Linked DNA regions of Mus musculus: region 1 is linked to region 2. Evidence: chromatin contacts called from public HiChIP or PLAC-seq data. All regions are on one chromosome and are shown on one strand. The core of a region is the stretch at or near the end of the contact, and the rest is flanking DNA. Distances in the headings are between cores, read along the strand shown. Region 1 has its middle 14 kb from the start of Gm40425. Region 2 overlaps Egln3 (egl-9 family hypoxia-inducible factor 3).

Evidence for each region. HiChIP or PLAC-seq counts read pairs in DNA pulled down with a chosen protein or histone mark.
Region 1: a contact with region 2 is called in a FOXA1 HiChIP or PLAC-seq map of pancreatic cancer cells. The contact joins two enhancer-like sites. A contact is called at or near these places in 6 of 484 Hi-C or Micro-C datasets (Th1 cells, bone marrow-derived macrophages, brown adipocytes and 2 more), 5 of 115 datasets of contacts at active chromatin or transcription factors (the HL-1 cell line, T-cell acute lymphoblastic leukemia, bone marrow-derived dendritic cells and 2 more) and 1 of 9 other capture datasets (embryonic stem cells).

Annotation. Positions count from the first base shown.
Region 1 is chr12:54,534,804-54,537,786 of GRCm38.p6, forward strand. No RefSeq gene overlaps it. Among named protein-coding and RNA genes, the nearest start is that of Gm40425, 14 kb to the right of the region's middle. Within about 2 kb of position 1,533, at least 16 of the 459 cell types and tissues checked have an H3K27ac peak or open chromatin away from gene starts, as enhancers often do. A contact at or near this core is called in pancreatic cancer cells, where this site is marked.
Region 2 is chr12:54,186,547-54,189,485 of GRCm38.p6, forward strand. All of the region lies in intron 1 of Egln3 (egl-9 family hypoxia-inducible factor 3), which reads right to left. Among named protein-coding and RNA genes, the nearest start is that of Gm40424, 11 kb to the left of the region's middle. Within about 2 kb of position 1,480, at least 76 of the 459 cell types and tissues checked have an H3K27ac peak or open chromatin away from gene starts, as enhancers often do. A contact at or near this core is called in pancreatic cancer cells, where this site is marked.

The DNA.
Region 1 (2,983 bases), core at 283-2,782, 350 kb after region 2:
TCCTTAGAATCTGAATTCATTTAACACTGCAAACAGTTCTGCTGAGCATTTATGGCATTCGGCATTCGCTTTCCTTTCTCCAAAGGAAAGCTCACGGGGGCAGGGATCTGATTGCTGATCACTGCGTCATCTGAGGACTAGATGAAAGATAAAGAGACCAGAGATAGTTTTACATCCTCTTCTGGCTGTTTTAACTTTCTTTTCCCTTTCAATTTCCCCCTTAACCAGTCAGTAATAAAAGGCAAAATTAACTAAGTTCTGTCTTATCTCCATTCCATAGCTTCTACGTTCATGAGGAAGCGAGCGGTAAGCGATAAAAAATAATCTGAAAGAGACAGAATGAGTTGAGAAACCAGGAGACAAGTGATTTCAGACAGCCAGCTGCAGATGCCTCAGTGAGAAAAGACGTTCGCTTCAGAGTTCACCCCTGGAGACAGAAAGCACTATAGTTTTTGCTTAATTTAATTTAATATGGTAATTACTGGGAGAAAAAAGAATCCTAAGAATAAATGAGTGTTACATTTTTCAGCAATGCTTGTTTTTATTTTGTTTGTTGAATCTGTTATCTCACCGTGTCTTGTTGAAGATACTAAGTGTAGTCTAAGTCTAGATGATCCTGAGAAGAAAATATTAAATTACCATCAGTAACGAATACCTAATGCTTATAACCTGATACAATTAATATTTCCAGCAATGATTTAACATAAAAGCATAAATGACACCATAGAGTACTCACATTCTTTACTCTGAAGTATTTATTATTTTAATTCTAACTTCTGAGAACCCCTCGCACTGATGATTTTTTTAGGTAAGGGTGCTTTGCTTTATGTGTGTCACTGAACCATAAACAAGGCTGGCTTTCTGCACAGGAGACTGAAGTCATCAGAGTCCTTGGAACTGGAGTTCCAGACAGTTATAAGCTGCCATGTGAGCGCTTGGAATCAGATCCGGGTCCCCTAGGAGAGCTGCTGGTGCTCTTAGCCACTGAGCCATCTCTGGCCCCCACGATCAAGTCTTTTACATGGCTATTTTCAATACTGGAGGACAGAAGGCTCTTTTAGTATCTACATGACAGCTGAATGTCCCTTCTGACCCCTCCCCCCCCCCCCCCCCCCCCGCGCCCCGATAATCTGCACAGCAGCCCAGTCACAGAGGTAAATCATGCTGTGGTATAGATGTGGAAGCCAAAAGATAACTTTTGGGAATTGGTTCTTTCTTTCCACCATGCGTGCCTAAGGAACTGAAAACTGGTCAGCAGGCTTGGAGACATTTAAATGGTCCTTAAGAAAGCCCAGATGCTGCTTGGGGGGAGGGGGAGCATCAGGAAAGCATCAGGAGAGGAGGAGCCAGTCCTGGTCGCCTCTGCCTCCTGCCTCCTGCCTCCTGCCTCCTGCCTCCTGCCTCCTGCCTCCTGCCTCCTGCCTCCTGCCTCCTGCCTCCTGCCTCCTGCCTCCTGCCTCCTGCCTCCTGCCTCCTGCCTCCTGCCTCCATCTGCCATGGCCTGTAGGGACTTTGAAACTCCCCAACTACCCTCTATGAAAGGCAGCTCTGTCCTTACTATGATGCAGTGTTGTTTTATGACTTTGGGGAATTACTCATAGTATTGATGGCTGGTGAATTAACATAATGGTTTTTTAGTTCTTTGTGAGGGAGTTTTCAGACTTCCTGTTAGGGACCATAAAGAAACAAAAAATGATCCACTGTCCTGAGACAATCTCTCTATCCACCCCTCCTCCTTTTTTTTTTTTTAATTCAAAAATCCCACAGAAAACTATAGGAACTGAAAAGTCTCAAAATTCACAGCAAAGCAATTGCTGCGTTCCCAGTGTCAACTATATAACCTTGGGTTGTTTTTTTTTTTCCTGAGTCTGTCCCAGAAGGCTTTGTTCCCATTCACACAAACCTGAACAAGGAGTCACTCATAAAGAACATTCACACATTAAAAAAAAAAAAAAAAATATGGGAGATGTTGAAAAGAAAGAGCTACATCGCTCATTTGGAGGACAGTAAATGAGGTCCTGAAGGTCCTTCTGGATTGGTTGACTCTGGGAATTCATGTTTCTCCATTTCCACACTGAACGGGTAACCAAGTTCCTCTCAGCGCCAGCTCCATCCACCCTGGAGACAATCCTTGGCTCTCTCATTGCTCTGTGTAATTCTGTTCTGTTTCATCTCTTGTTCCAAATTGAAATCCTCACACTTCTTCCAGCGTCCATGTTTCTTACAAGTTAGATTGATGACTTTTTCCTCCCTAGAGGTTTTTCGTTTAAGTCAACACACTTACGAGTCTGTTCACAGCGAACACTGTTCACTCCCCCAAGAGGAATTCTAGGGACTCCAAGGAGCTCCTTGTGGAAGACAGAGGTTTTATTCAGAGTCTGGAATTGTGCACGCTCTCTTGGGGTTCATTCAGAGTATTCTTCCCGCTTTTACAGAGATGTATCAAGCCTGTTGCCAAGCAAAGGCTTGCCTACAATCATGGCTTTAAATTTTTCAGCCAGGAGCCAAGAGTGATGGCGCATGCGCATAATCTCATTACCTGGGAGGTGGGGGCAGGAGGCTCCAGAGTTTGAGGCTGGTCTTGGCTATGTAGTGAATTGGAGGCCAGCCTGGGTTACGTGAGACCCTGTTTTAATACATCATGGGGTGGGGGTATCGGCCACGCCTATAGGAAACCGGAGTTGCTAAATCCGAAAGACTTTATCTTTATGTGTCGATCCAAATAACGCACAGGAGGAGGGTAGTATGAGCCAAAAGATCTTCAGCTAGGTTTGGCCTAATTTGTAATATCAATAGTCTGCTTTGTGGACAGCAGTATCCTTTAAAAGCACATCCTGTCCCCCAAAACAGCAATTTTATCTAGTTGTGTTCAACATACAAATATAGTTTTTACATTCCCAGTGCTATTGGATAAAGACCGGAATTCAAGCTTTCTACCACTTGGCCCATCCTGACGTCCCAACCTGCCCTTAAAGGAGCTTTG
Region 2 (2,939 bases), core at 230-2,729:
ACAGATCAGTGATTCCCAACAGAGCCTGAAAACAGAGCTGGGCCTCACACACACTTCGTGCTAGAGGATGAGTAGTGGCCTGGCTTTGCAATGAACCTGAAGTTTAAATCAGAGGATATCTACACCTTTTATTTGTCGCAGCTAGCAATCCCTCAGCCCACCTCAGAAAGAGCCACTATGCTGTCACGTGTAGAGCTGAAGTTGCTCTGTTAGCCTGAACGTCTGTCTCCCCGAAAGTTGGATTTTGAAGTGACTGTAATAAGGATTTGACAAATTATGGCATTATCAAATAGATGGTGTCTTGAAAAAGGGTGATTGCTGGTGTGGCTGGAGAGGAAGAGACAAATGAAGTTGCCTACAACATAGGGAATTACCTATTCCTGGAAGCAGTGGCCAGAAGTGTAAGGGCCAACAATGAAAGTCACTTAGCACCATTACTCCATGATTTCCCCCACCATCCCAGTCTCCCCTGCTGTCAGTCAGTGCTTTAGCTTTATATTCCCAAACAGCTCTGCTCCCAGAAAAGGTCAGTGGTCTGGATGCCTGCCATCTACCTCGTCTGCAACTGTCTGTGGTCCCAGGCTATTTCACATGATGAGGAGGACGGGCTGTGCAGTTTATATCGATTGCCGATTTGACAGGATGTAGGATCACCTTGGAGACAGATCTCTGGGCTTGTCCGAGATAGATTTTGTAGATTGGGTTAATTGAGGTGGAAAGACCTGTCCTAACTAAAAAGGGAGAAAACGAGCTAGCTGGCCACCAGCATCCTTTTCCCTCTGCTTCCTGACTGTGGAATCACCCTGACCAGCTGCTTTGAGCTTGCACCACGACTTCCTGCCACAATGCACTGTGCCTTGGGACTTGAGCCAAAATAAATCCTTCCTTCCTTCAGTTGCTTTTGTCCGGTGTTTCGGGTGTTTTGTTACAGCAACGAGACAAGTAATTGACACAGTCCTCCAACGTCCAAAGAGAGAGAAGACTCGATCGGAGCTCAGTGTACCGTGTGTGGAGAGAGCAGTGTCTTGCAGCACATTAAGAAGCACAAATGGGCTTTAGAACTCAGCTTGAATTAAAATACAGGCAGGAAATACAGACTGTTCCCACAAACACACCCTCCACTAACTGCTGCAGGTATAAAAGAGAGAATGTGCCGGCACAGTTCCTTGTGGACTTACCACTAAGACACCTCTCTAATTGTGAGCATACACGTTGTGAAGGGAAGGGGAAAAAAAATCTTTTTTTCTGGCCAGAGTGCAAGTCACCCTCTCTCTGACTCCAGAAGCCATGTGCACCACGTTTAAACAATGGGAGGAAACCACGGGCCGCTCAAAGGTCCCGCCGCAACCTTACTGACCAATTGTACCACTGAGGTTTCTGGCTGAGTGCCATAGGAGATGGGTTTTGGCTCAGACACATTCCCAACTGCCAGGATCTCAAACTGTGAAGCTAAGGATGCACTGATGGGCAAACCTCAGTGTTGAGTCATCAGACCCATGCCAATTTGTGCACGGGGCAGTAACAGACTCCGGAAACTGATGGGCTTATCAGATCTGTTATCTAAACCTCATCAAGTCTGTAAAAGGAGCCAGAGTGCAGGTCCGAGGGAAATGTTGCAACACTTCATTGTTTTATGGGAACGAGGAAGGTATCTTACTATAGGGGTTTTTTATTGGTAAAAACTTCCTGACTTGACCAATACTTGAAATCTACAGCAGTTTAATAGCACATCAGTGTCCCTGTGGTAGCATGGTCACTGTACCCCTGGTTCTAGGCCTGGGCTTGCAGATGAATCAGCGTGTCTTCTGATTCTGCACATTCTCTGACGTGTCACCGGCCCCGGCACTGGCCCCGGCACTGGCCCCGGCACAAACCCCCCATCCCCAGAGGCCTCTCCACAGCTCTGTAGCAACAGGAAATGAGAGGAATGAACCAGGTGTTCCCGAGCTGGCTCAACACCAGAGATATGTGCTTCAAGACACCTCCATGGTCACGTTCAGGCAAGAAGAAGTGCACACATATAGAAGAACTAAAGCAGAATCCAAGTATAAAATCTACTTTACAAAAGGCCACCAGGAGAAAAGAAAACCATGCATCTGTGAGGGGCTGTGGGAGAATTACTGTGTTCAGAGATCAAGCCCAGGGTGGACACTCCAAGGCCTCAACTGGATGTTCCAAAGCAACCAGCCACAGCTAGAGTAAGGAGACAGTTTTAAAACCAGTATGCACAGCTTCAACTGTTCACTCAGCAACAATGATCATTCACACTTAGTACTTCTCTACAGATCAAACTGCAGATGGGGGTGGAGGAGGGGGTGGAGGCAAGCAGTAGAGTCACACCTAACATGTGCCACAGCATAGGTCTGGCTCCTAGCCGCTCAAAAAGAAAGAAGCCATACCATGCATTTTCATTAAAATGAGTATATATATATCACATTACACATTGCTCAGGACTTTGGAATCATATTTCTTGGTATAACTTGATCTTTACAAATGCAAAGTTGCATGTTATGCAAATTTTTACTGAGCAAAAAACTTTTTAAAACTGATCATTTTATTTATAACAATTAACAATTGATATACAGATATTGTTTAAGCCTGAAACAGTATCTCACAGCTGTTACTCAGTTCCTGAGGTGGCTGAAGCAGGAGCATCACACATTTTAGAGTAGCCTGTCTAACAAAAGGAGATGCAGTCAAAAGGAGATACAACGAAAAGCCAAACCATGAGCAGTAGAACTGTAAAGATATCTGGCTGAACAGCCTTTAAATTTTGGTCTACTGACAAATTGGACCTCTTACTTACTAAACAAATATTAGCAACAGCTTTTCAAGAGTGTTTTTTAATTCTCCTTTTGGGGGGGGGATTTAATATTATTGCTTAATTATGTCTCCATGGGTAGGAAAGGACTGGTGCTGGTGGAGGCCAGGAGGTATCA